Regions from separate parts of the Danio rerio genome. Here region 2 is linked to region 1. Evidence: chromatin contacts called from public Hi-C data. All regions are on one chromosome and are shown on one strand. Each heading gives the region's core, a stretch centred on a gene start, on an enhancer-like site or on the middle of the called end of the contact. The rest is flanking DNA. Distances are from core to core; before and after follow the strand shown. Region 1 holds the start of tle2a (TLE family member 2, transcriptional corepressor a). Region 2 overlaps tle2a (TLE family member 2, transcriptional corepressor a).

Region 1 (6,492 bases), core at 2,426-4,925:
GGCCTAACCTTTGATAAAGCTGTTTCTCTTTTCACACACAAATCACTTGAAAAGATCTGACCACAGCTTTGACGTTTCCATTCCCAGAGAAAAGCTACACAGCCCAGTTTAGAATTTGCCAAAGTTTTTAACTTGTTGCTGAGATCATTGTGTAAATTATAACTGTGCTTTAAAAACAGCTGTATTTTCTCTTTCAGGGGTGCTCAACCCTGTTCCTGGAGATCAACTTTCCTGCAGAGTTCAGCTCCATCCCTGATGAAACACACATGAACCAATTAATTAGGACCTGAACAGCACTTCAGATAGGTGTGTTTGATATGGGTTGCAACAGAAATCTACAGGCAGGTTGGTCTCCAGGAAAAGTATTGAGCACCCCTGTCTTAAAGTGTGTTTTCTTGGTAGTCACCAAGCGAAGCGTTTGAGAATCAGCGAGTCTGTTAATCATCATGCTTTTGTTAAAAAAACAAAAAGTTAAGAATTCACACAAACATCTTCACCAAGAGAAATTAGACTGAGGCTAAAAATAACTGAAAGCACTTTCTGTATCTCTGAACCATATGATGTCGATATGAAAAACCTCTTTAGGTGTACACAAAATCAAGCAACCAGGCCATGCTTTCTGCTGCAACATTTGAAGTTCAGGGATTGCATATAAAATCTTTCGACTACAGTGTCAACAACTAGCATCCATTTGCATTTAAAAGAACCACCCAGGGAATCTGACCTAGGCGCGGCCTTGTTTCATTGATTCCATACTCTACGGCAGCATGGAGCTTTAAGGAATGCCCCAGTAATCCCTTACTTAGACGGGGGAGGGGATGTGGGGTGTAGTATGGTGCCAGGCACCTGTTTCATTAACATCACACATCTTTTCTCTACCCTCTCCGCAAGCTCGTTATTCAAATTTCCCCGCTGTCAGGATACATTAGCGGTGCCGCGACGTTGGCTTGTCAGCTGTGGTAATTGCTCTAGGTGCTTCCTTTATGAGGTAACCCGCAGCCTGTTTGTTCTTTCAGTTTCAAGGAATTCCGCACTTTCTTCCAATGACTTTTGCAAACCTTGTCCAGAATGCTTCGATTCATGGCTGAGGGTGCCAAGGCATGTGCCATGGCCGGAACGGGCCATGCCTTGATTTTACTCGGATTCCTCTGAAAACAGTAGGCTGGAGGAGAGCAAGAGTGTCAGGAAGGATGTTGGTGCTTTACTGTTTATTGATATCTTAGCTGGAGCGGATCCCTCCAGAAGCCAGAATTAGGACCAATCAGCAGTAGGAACTGCCCACTATTTCAAACTGGCAATTAAGATGTTCCATTTGGTAGTTCAGTTACACACAATTTAATAATAAAGAAAGTAGTAATGCAGCCCAGCAAACAATTTTGTGTTTAATAGACATCTAAATGTAAACAGACATCCAAGAATAGCCCAAAACTAGACTAGACTAGTCAAATAGACGGACTTTATGCGTGTAGTCATTCATTTTTTTTTTATTTGACGACTAGTCTAGTTTTAACCTATTCTTAGATGTCTATTAGATTTTCACTGACAGTCCAATTTCAGCCTTGTTTTAGCCAAGACGACCAGTATCAGATGCTAATAATCCAGGCTGTATTCTGCAATAAAAGTGCAAACATTCTGTTTCTCTTTTACCCGAATACAAAAGTCCTTATGTTTTTAGATATGACTCTCCCTATCAGCCTTAAGTTATATGGTGGACAGCAACCACTTACTCTTCTTTTCAATAATAAAAACACTTTTAAATACTGCTGGACAGATTAATTAGCATGAAATTTGCCACCTTGTTAAAGATTTCTGCCTGCATCAAACAAACGGTTTCGAATTATACTGATTCTTTAAACAAGGTGACAATTTTCTGAAATATTAACCTTGTTTACTTGTTGAGGAATGTGTGGGTGGATTATGTCTGCTTCAACATCTTTATTTAATGCATAAGATCTTTTTCCAATTTCATTTAGACATATTTGCTTTTAATCAAATTAATTAAACGCCACTCTTCAGATTTTATTCCGTATATGGATACTAACAGATAAAGATATGATCTGGACCGAAGAAGATCACTTATTAAAAATGTCAAAACATGGCTGAATCACATGCCAACCACCTCTTCATGTCCCAGGTTGTTTAAGGTGAGTGGAAAGAGGTCGTATTCAGAAGTAGCGGAGTGCCCTGGAAAAACAGGTTGGACCAATCGCTCATTCTAAGAAGAAATAAGAAAAGAACCAAGCAGCCTATAGACACCACAGAGCAACAACTAAGAGGGGTGGAAATCCTAAATACTTCACCTATGTAGTGTGCATCTCCTTCAGATCACGAAATTGCACACCCCAGTGGAATCTAATTTCCATCCCTTAGGAAATGAATGTCAAAGCATTCTTGGGGAAGGTTAGGGGTGCTGGGGGAGGGGTGCACGGTGACTGTAGGGAAATCTCAGGAAGGATTTTAACACTTAGTTTGATTCAATCAGTCAGGCGTGTTCAATGATAAATGAATAATTTATTAAATAGTGGTCAACAAATATGTTTTTTTAACAGTCAATAACGTCAATATGATAACTAGAGTCTATGGTTGCCGAAATAACACCACATAAACATGATATAAACATTGAACACAGAAACCAGGCTAACACTTATTTACCATACACTATATATTCTGACAGAACTTTTGAGACATGAGAGATCTAATGCACCTATTAATAAGCCAAGCATCTTGATTATTCATACTTGTGAAGTTTCAAGCTTCTTTGGGAGATGTTACATGCCATAAGTTAAAAAAATATATATGTAAAAATAACAAATCAATACGAGCATTGTGGAGGTTCATGTAGTACTACAATCTGATATTTCAAATGAAATGTATGAAAAGCTCTACTAAAACTTGTAGTAGCTACAATTCATCACGAAGTACAACAGTACTAAGATCTGCCTACAATATGACGTGGTACAACAATAACATAATGGAAAAGTGGTATCCAACACAACAATTCAATTCATTTAATGCATTGTTTACCTTGAATTTTTGGGACAGAAATCAGGCTAATTCAAAAGCACATTTTACGGTCTCTCGCTTATATCCAATCTTAATTGCTCAAATTGCAATCCACGTGAACGTTTAGCCAAAATGATGAGACAAAGGATACAAACACACTTTGTTTTATCAATGATATGCACTAAAGCGCATTGCGCACCAAGCAGACGGTCATTTTACTGAGTAGTGAGGCAACTTACCGGAGGTCGATTCTGGGGAAACATGGTGAATAGCGTGGTTTGTTGCGGTTTGAGAATCGTCTGTTTCGATGCTGTGTTAAATGATGTTTCGAGAGACTTTGCGCCTTTCTCCAGGTCTCAGAAGAACATTTGGCCCTGTTTCGGCGGCGCCAGGCTCGGCTCGCGCATTCCTCGCTCAAGACTCCCTTTGTTCTGCTTTATCGCGCGATACAAGATGCGCCCAGTCCGGTATCGAGTCCCTCAATACGATGCACCTCGAAATATCAGAATGCACGCGCTCGGCCTTCAGAGCTCCCCCGCCCTTGATGTGCTTTACTAATGAAAATGATAAAGAAACCAAGTGGATGGCCAGCTATCGTGCTCCCAAGACGCGACACTCAACGCAGCCGCAGCTTCTTTTGTCTGCTTGTCTCTCTCTCCCTTTCTCTCTCTCTCTCTCTCCTCATCCGCTCCTTCCTTTCGGATCCTCAGCTGTTTTTCAATGGGACATGCGAGTTGTTTTCTTCAAGAGAAACGCATGCCCCCCCGTGCAAAAAAAAAAAAAAAAGAGAGAGAGAGAGAGAGGGCTTGGCTTGTGGTAACAAGAAGCAAAGGGTTAAATTCTCAAGTTACACTCATTTTAGGCTGCGGTGGAAGTAGGAACCCCTAAAATGCATGGATTGATTTGTTTATGTTGCCCTATGTGGGGCAACAGTAAACACGTGATTAGGAGAAATGATAGAAAATATGGTATAAGAATTGTTTGCATACATTTCATGTTAATATTCTGATATGACGACGGTAAAACTGCCAAGTACATATGCAAAGTATCAAGTAAAGCTGTATGACTAAAATACACAAAATATTCAAGAGAAATATTGGACATATTCAAAAATTCTGTGTTTGAATTATGAAAATGACTTATTTAGCTTTCACATACATGTTTTTGTCACATCACAACAAAATGGCTACCTGCATCTTGTTAAACACCAAACTTGATATGGCAGATAAAGCATTTCAAATATTCATATGAGTGTTTTTAAACGCTCTGTTTTGAGGAAAATGTTACAGTTTGGGCTTCAGAATTTAACATTTATATTTTAAGCCTTTACAAACACAATTTAGACATTAAAACATCTTTAAACGTCTGAGAATATCAATGCATGTTATCCACATTTGTTTACAAGTTGCCTGTTGTAAGTTGGTAGGCCCACAAAATTTCACAAACACAAACGTCAATGACGTCATATGCAAAACAAAATGCTAACAAACACATTAGTAACGGAATGGAAGGAAATTCATTGTAAAATACTACACACAATTTACCCAGTAATTAGGTTATTATCAAAGTACATTGAAATGGAGGATATCTGTGTTTACTGCAATGCAGATAAAGAGAGCCTTTGTCATTTATTTTAGAATGCAACATTGTAAGCAATTTCTGGAAGGATCTAGCCAAAATATTATCAACATGACAAAACTTAAAAATTTAATTTTATCTTAATTATATTATTTTTATTATGAAAACAAATCCAACCAAAGTCTTCCATATATTGTTAATTTCTTTATTTAATTGGGAAAAAATTACATACACAAACAGAAATTTGCTAAGTCATTTCCCACATAACGTTTTTATTTTGTATCGAGTTTAACTTTTTTATTTCTACTGTGAAATTGTTTTTAAAAAGCAAAAATCTGAGATATGTATCACTTATTACAACACATTTTTGATTCCTCTGTTAATTTTTTAAATCATTGGATGAAGAAATGCTAAACTTTTTTTGTGGAGTTATTTATATTTGTTTATTTTTTTTTACCTTTGTTATATTAGTTTTTATGTTTCACCTTTTATGTTGTGGTGTATGTTTTTTCCTGATGATTTATGCAAAAAAAAGGCTTTTAGGTAATAAATTATAGGTGATGATCACCTTAAACAAGACTACTAAAAATCTCCTGAGCACAATATATAAACGCCGTATTTTGTGATGTGGTTTAAATATAGCAGCTCGTCTCTGTCGGCTATTCACACGTTCCTCTCACGTTCTCTAATTTTATGCACAGGACTTCGATTGAAAAATAAGGGTGCAGCTAACTGTACAATGATTGAATGAAATCTCCACGTGGGGTTTGACCCAGCCACAATCAACACTGGCTGAGAGATCCAATCGGAGCCAAGAACGCCCCACGTGGGGCTTGCTGACCGAACGCTGATTGGTGCGCGTCACGATTATAGAACCCCTAACGTCAGTCATGCGCTCAGAGCGCCCAAGAAAATCATTTAACCCTTTCGGTGCGCGCGGTGGACACATTTGAATTCACATTTCAATTCCTTTTGTGATGTAAAGCAGTTTTTTTTACTCTCCTCCTTTTTTATTACTTTAAATCGCTTTGCATTGTTTTACAGCGCCCACAATGAAATCCCACGGCAAGTGGTTTAAAACCAAGACCCATTTCCTATGTAAATCACTTTTTGTTATGATTTTTCCATCTGTCTTGATTCCTAAGATAGTAAGTCCGACATTAATTTTTTGATCTTTGATCTGAAAGACACATGAAACATTGCTTCGCTATAAAGATAACATGCTTCAGGGGGCAATAAGATCCAGCGAGTGACCTAAATCAAATCTCTGGTGTGTTTTGCTCTGGGTCAGGGACTACAGCTTAATATGCTCACAAAGGCATTATCTTATCGGAAGCTGCATGGAATATCTTGGATACAGTGTTAGGATTGGCGTTTTTGATGAACGTATTGATGCTTGTGATGAACTTATGCTCTAAAAAAATTATAGGGTGAAAAAAAACATTTGAGAAAAACTGATAAGACACAAATCTAAATGAAATTACTTTCATTGAATAAAATAGAAGACAAAAATAATAATTATATATATATATATATATATATATATATATATATATATATATATATATATATATATATATATATATATATATAAAATGCATTTTTCATTGTTTTAGTTAAAAAGTTTTTGGGGAAAAAAGTGTAATTTACCGAATTAATCGATTTTTACTTTGTACAAAGATGATTTTCAAGACAGATTTATTCAAACATACATTAAGGCTGTACTCACATTAGGTACAGTTGACTCGAACCAGGCCAAAGCCCGCTTGTCCCCCCTCCCATCTCCCCGACGGCCCGCGCTCACACCACAAACGGGCTTCGGCACGCTTACGTCATCACTGCTGCGCTGTTCAGTGAGAAGCGCTCTCTCACTCAGCAGCACAGTGGAGATTTCTCTAGTTATATTGTTTC
Region 2 (6,492 bases), core at 2,625-5,124, 38 kb before region 1:
TCCAGGATTTCGAAAATTCCACAAAGAATTTAAGGCAAACTCAAGCAAATTTTTGTAAAATTGCTGCAGATTTTCCAGCATATTTTGGGCATTCAGGACGCTTTTCACAAGGTGTGTTTCGCAACATGCATTCAAAACCTGTTTGAACTAAACTGCTAATCTACTCTATATATATATATATATATATATATATATATATATATATATATATATATATATATATAGTATAAACTCATCTGTTGTAGCCTTATCTTCAACACACACACACAATTTATTCCATCAACGCATTCAAATAATCGATAAACTAAATTAGTATTTATTTTCAAACAATTGGTTTCATTCATTAATTTATTTTCATCCACTTTTCCGCCTCCGGGTCGTAAAGGCAGCAGAGAACCCCAGACTTCTCTCTCCCCAGACACTTCCGGGGCGATCCTGTGGCGTTCCCAGGCCAGCCAAGAGTCATAGAGACTCCTCCCAGTTGGAAATGCCTGGAACACCTCCCTAGGTTGGCGTCCAGAAGGCATCTGAAACAGATTTAAAACGCCACCTCATCTGACTCCTCTCCATGTGGAGAAGCAGCGGCTCTACTCCGAGCTCCTCCAGTGTGGCAGAGCTCCTATAAAGGTGCGCCCTCCCACCTTGCAAAGAAAACTCTTTTCCTCCACTTGTATCCGAGATCTGCAGGGGAGCCGTAAGGAGCCGGTGCATAGTGGAAATGGTGGTGATCGAAGGTTACGACCACAACAACCCAATCGTCGGGCACAGAAACTGGCTCATTTGGTTTCATTGTCAAATATTTGTTAGATTAAGAATAGTTTCTCTGATTCTTTTATAGAAATCTCAGTGATCAATGATTCTCGATGTAAAAAATGATAAAGAAGACATGCACATTTGTGTATTTTCAAAAGCAAAAAAGAAATAGTGCAAAATTTGCAGCAAATTTAGCAATAACTCCACCTAGTCGAAAACATTCGATATTTTTGTGAAATCCTGGAGGGACTAATATTATACAAATGCACTGCTCATTTAGAAAAAGAACACATTTGCAAGCATTTCTGAGTAATATATATGTACCGGTGGAGGCTCCTTGCTGCGTGAAGGGGAAGCAGCACTGCTGGAGGAAGCCAGCGAGGTCGGACTGGCCTGGGGCAGAGGCTCCTTACGGGAAGGGGGAAGTTTATCTAATCCGTTCTCTCTTGAGGAGTACGACTGCACGCTTCTTGGCGAAGAAGGGTCCTGAGGGAACACAAAGCACATGATGGATTAATCAGGGAAAGACACGAGTAACCTTGTTTTGGAGTTCTCTCTTTAACACAAACCAACCTCATCAACAACCAAATTGTCATCACTCTTTTCCGCGTCGCTGCCCTGAAAGAGAAAATGCTTCAAAGTTGTGTGTGTTCTTAAATCATGATTCATAAAAGGATGCAAATTTAACACGGGAAGAACGCTTACATAGTCGGTCATAAACTCCTTCTCATCTGCTTTTCTCTTTTTTCCATTGCTGAGGTAGTCTGAAGACCTCCCTTTGTCTCCGTTTGAGAGTGAACTCTGGGAAAAGAGGAGTAAGATGAGAAAATGAGAGTGGAAAGGAAGAATGCTGGAGTGAGAGACAGAGGATGTGCGTGTATGTATGTGTGTGTGTGTGTGTGTGTGTCAGCGAGAAGAAAGAGATAATGATGTAGGAAACGAGGGATAAATCAAATCAGCTCCATAACTGCTGGACCCACAGGCAATAGAGAAGCCTAATGCATGACAGTCTGCACTGAGGAGAACTCAACTAGAAAGAATCAGAGTGAGAGACAGAGAGAGAGGGATAAAAGACAGATACTACAGATACTCACTGGTCCAGGTTCACGGTCTATGGGGATCATGGGAAGAGCAGGTAAACGTCCCCGCGGCCAGTCAAAACAAAGCAAAAAACAAACAATGTGATTATGACAGTCAGACAAAACTGACACTACAACAGACAAAACAACGCTTTGAATTAGCCCACTGCTAATCATACCAAGCACAATCCTTCACTTCCCACCCTGTCATGTCCTATTGTTGAAGTGGACCCTTTTCACAAGACAGTGATGTCGTCTCAGCTACTTAGATTTGTTTTAAAATGTATGTATTATGAATTTATACTTTGTATTACATCATCTTGCTACAAAAAAATAGTTAATGCTTATGCATGGCCTTTCTAATGCAGCATCTATGGACAGGACAGTAAAGTTGGCATAGTTTCTCTGCTCTGGCTGCCTTTATCAGTCTCACACTTTTTTTAAATAACACTATCATGGAGTTTTTCTTTTGTTATTGAAGCTAATTGTAATGCAAAAAATGTATTTGTGATACTGTCCCATTCACAGCTCTCTAAGGTTACCCAACTATGGAGAGTTCCGTCATGGAGGAAACCAGAAATGTGAAAAGGGTCTAAACAAGAACTTTAAAGATTAACTGGTTGGCATTTAGGAGTAGAGTTTACATAACAGCATATGTTGCCTTGTTGATGTTACGCGAGTACTGACAGTATGGTATGTAAGGGCAAAAATTTTATGTTGGCAGATTTTGCTCACATTTAGGTCATGCAGTTTTGTCGTGGTGACTAATAAAAAGCTGCTGAGTTTAAGGCCCAATCCCAATTAAATTTGTGTACCCCTACCCCTTCCCCTTGGCCCGTGAAACAGAGTGTGAAGAGTAAGGGCTTCGAAATGTAAGAAAAGGGTTCTAAATGTAAGAAATAGTACAGCACTACAGCACCTGCACACGTCATCATATGTCATCACGATCTCTTTCTACATATGAGATAGACAATCACGACTGTTGTAGTTATTAAAGTTGCGTTTTTTGGGTATTTATCTTCAGAAAATCCCTGAAGGCAACAATACAAATCTATCATAACAATATAATGTGGCAATAAGATTGTAGCTGTACTGTGTATTTACAATGTGGATATATTCATCAATGTAAACTCATGAAAACAACATTAAAATTATAGCAGCTGTGAAAAGCTCATTCCCAGCCAATATACTTTTCTGACAGGGTATTCGAGTGACAGAATGTTTTGGAACTGCTATACAGGAGTTATTATTATGGTTTATGGACAGCGAAATTTTGCGGTTTTTATTTTAGCGTTTTTTTTTTTTTTTTTTTTTGCATTATGGTAAAACACGAACTGCGTTATGAATGTAGGGGTAAGGGGAAGGTCTAAGGAATAGAATTGGGATTGGGCCTAAAAGTGACTTTAGAGTGAACTCTGCAGCAAGTATTGCTAAACTTTCCACAGAAATTCACAAGAAATTTCACTGAAATGAGACTGAAACTTTTGCAACAAGCCTTCCAAAGTTAACACTACAGCTTTGGCTAGCATACATGTATAAAATCAATTCAGCTGTGTCCATTCTTGCTCCCGAAGGGCCATGGTCGCAACAAATTTCCAGGTAAGTGTGTTAAAGCTAAATTTTGCAGGACGTTTGCCCACCAGGTGCAGGACTGGACACTTGTGCATTAATTGGACAACAACTGTTCTTGGCATTGTGTGCTCACTCTGAAAATTTGATTCCATAATGCAATCCCAGCAATCATCTATTATAACTGCACTATGTTAAGGTAAATTGTCAGTACGATTTTATTTGTTATACCTCTGTGGTGCTCTGCTGCGGCCGCCGCTGCCACGGCCTCCAAATGGGCTCGCTCGTCTTTAGAGGCCAACTGGGCCCCGAGAGCTCCAGAAAGGGCCAGCAGCCCGGAGCCGCCCCCCAAAGCCAATCCTGGGTGAGGCAAACCGGAGGGGTGAGGGGCCATGGGTAACCCCTGGGCAGCATGCTGAGAAAGGTGCTGGGCCTGCAGCTGTTGCTAGAGGGAGCAAGAGGAAGAGGACGATGGAGGAATGACGAAAGGGAGGTGGGGTCAGAGAGAGGGGGGGAAAAAAGATGAAGGGAGTGTGGGAGATAAAAGAGAGCGACACAGAGGCCGAGATGGAAGTGGAGTGAAGAAACAGATAGCCAGAGGAAATGAAGAGAGCATGAGGAGGAGGAGAGAGAGATGAGAGGAAAGGGAGAGAGAGAAAAACACACAACACAGTTAAGTCTTGGAAGTGCACCACAGCCAAAGAGGCTGTTACAAAGGGAATGCATTCATGACCCATTCCCAGTGTCCCGGGAGCGGGGAAGCTCCTCGCACTGGTGTCGACCTGCTCTAACGGATGGGTTGGGGAGCAGCACTGCTACAGCGTTCACTAATGAGCATGGCAAAATAAAGGGAAATTAAAATCACTTGAGCTGAAGCGGGTGATGGCCGAGTGAAAAATAAAAATGTAAAGCAAATAAAAATACAGAAAGTTTTTTTCCAAACTAAATGAAGCGCAAAAAAGTCAATTTACGCACCTTCATATTTTTCCAAACCGCTACTCTGCTAACACTTTCCATACTACATCAGTCCAAACCCACTTAAAACTTACTAGCTCCGAGGTGCTCGACCCTGTTCCTGGAGATCTACTGTCCTGCAGATTTCAGTTGCAACCCATATCAAACACACTTGCCTGTAGTTATCAAGTGCTGTTCAGGTCCTAATTAATTGGTTCATGTGTGTTTGAGCTGAACTCTGCAGGAAGGTAGATCTTCAGGAACAGGGTTAAGCACCCCTGTACTAGCCCATAGTCATTAGGTTTATGTAAGATTTGAAAATTCCAACAAAAGATTTTGAAACACAAGTATCATATGGCTTACGAAAGCTTCACAAATTGAGTACTAGTCATACAAAGGCCTTTTTCTGTTCTTTTTATACATATCTGGAGACATGAGGGGGATTTACACCAGGTTGTTATAAAAACTTGCCACAGGGCAGGCCCCCCTGGAACTGATTCTTTTCCCCTAGGGCCATTTTCCTGGTTTCATTCACACTGTCACAAGAAACTCTGCAGTGATGTAAGCCCACAGACATCTGTAAGGGAAGTACCAAGTAATTGGGCTGTGTTTTTGCTTTAAGTCATAATTTTCCTTCCTGCCTGTCTATGACTTTACAGTACTGTGCATGTATTTCAAATGGCATGTGTTTGGTCAGTGACAGTTCACCTACTTCACTAGCTATTTTTCCATCCAAAAATGTGAATTAAATTTATATGCAAAAGTGGAATACCGCATAAAAGATGCGCGTTTCCATCCAACAAGTCAAAGAGAACAAAACAGTCACTTCCTGATTAACTGGCGCAAAATATAAAAAAAAAAGGAATTTGCTGCGGTAGGAGAAGCTGCGTGAATCTTTTCTTTATATAATAAATGAACACCTTGGAAGACAGTATGCTGACACGAAATGAACACGTGGTGGCATTTGAAGGAGTGAGATGCTGATCACAAATGCTCTTAACGATTCTGGAGGTAATTAATTATATAATAAAACTAATACTGAAACGGTTAAGGCATTTTGGAATGATCAAAACAACATTTCAGATGTTTTACAGTGTGCTCAGCCTGCTGGTTTGTCCAGTCACTTAAATTTTACACATGATCTCTGATAACAAAATCACTTGACTTTTTTTATTGCACATAATGGGATTTGTTTGGTGAAAGTGTTTACATGGTAGTTTACATTGCATCTTTTGTTAACAAATAAAGTTTATCCTTCTCAGTTATTCAAATACGTTTTTTATTCACTTTTTCAAAACGTATGCGCATCTTGGCGTTTCCTTCAACCGTTTTTTACATGTATTTCCAAAATGTGCATGAAAATAGGTGGATGGAAACATAGCTAATGATACTACTCTGAAGTCGGAAGAAATTTAGTCCCACCAGTTCCTGCAGTTCATCTATAGGAACTATGACTACCATAGAGGTCAATGACTACCAGTTTCCAACATTCTTTCATAATATAGCATTTAACAGAAAAAATAACGTATATATCAAAGGTTTGGAATCACTTGAGGCTTATAGGTATATTTTGGGTGAACAATCAATTTAATCGATTTAACTAGCCGTTCAGCCAAACGACTAAACTATTTGGACTCTCAAATAAAAACAAAATCAAACCAAACAGGAAAACCGCAATGACAACTCAAGGGGAAAAGTCTTAAATTAAAAAAAATAAAAAAAAAGATGAAAAGATGGATGTACACACTGTGGGAGGCAGAGGGGGGAGTCCACGTACCCCTATCGACGCATTCAACTCCCCCATAGTCACCTGTTTGGCGCGCTCCATGGCCTGGACCACCTGCTGCTGGTGCTATGGACGGAGGTCAAAAAAAAAAAGTCCGTCAGTGATAAACAAACAACAAGCGGCAAAACAAGGCAGATGGCCACCCTAGTGTGTGTCTTTGTGTGGTGCACAGTTTTCTAAAGTGTTTTTGTATGAATACACACACACACACTTAAAACAGGAGGGGGAAGTTGTTTTTCTTCAGTCAGGAAAAGCTCTGGGCAAACCGTAAGCGTTTTTTTTTGTGGAAGCGGGTTTACAAGAATAACAATAGTCTTCCCAGAGGCATCTGAATGAGAGACTATGTGAGGA

The links. Hi-C and Micro-C count contacts between places; a contact is called where the count stands out from the background.
Region 2: a contact with region 1 is called in a Hi-C map of embryo, with 1.7 times the contacts expected there. The contact joins the enhancer-like site here to the promoter of tle2a in region 1. A contact is called at or near these places in 6 of 18 Hi-C or Micro-C datasets (caudal fin, embryo and gastrula embryo) and 2 of 4 datasets of contacts at active chromatin or transcription factors (embryo and gastrula embryo).

Annotation. Positions count from the first base shown.
Region 1 is chr22:21,467,196-21,473,687 of GRCz12tu, reverse strand. tle2a (TLE family member 2, transcriptional corepressor a) reads right to left here and starts at 3,675. Exons shown (of 20, transcript NM_001130604.2): 1 at 3,243-3,675. The coding sequence starts at 3,266.
Region 2 is chr22:21,505,638-21,512,129 of GRCz12tu, reverse strand. tle2a (TLE family member 2, transcriptional corepressor a) reads right to left here. Exons shown (of 20, transcript NM_001130604.2): 6 at 6,103-6,207; 7 at 3,633-3,846; 8 at 1,848-1,909; 9 at 1,459-1,554; 10 at 1,327-1,371; 11 at 1,078-1,239. Among named protein-coding and RNA genes, the nearest start is that of tle2a, 39 kb to the right of the region's middle. Within about 2 kb of position 3,874, at least 5 of the 62 cell types and tissues checked have an H3K27ac peak or open chromatin away from gene starts, as enhancers often do.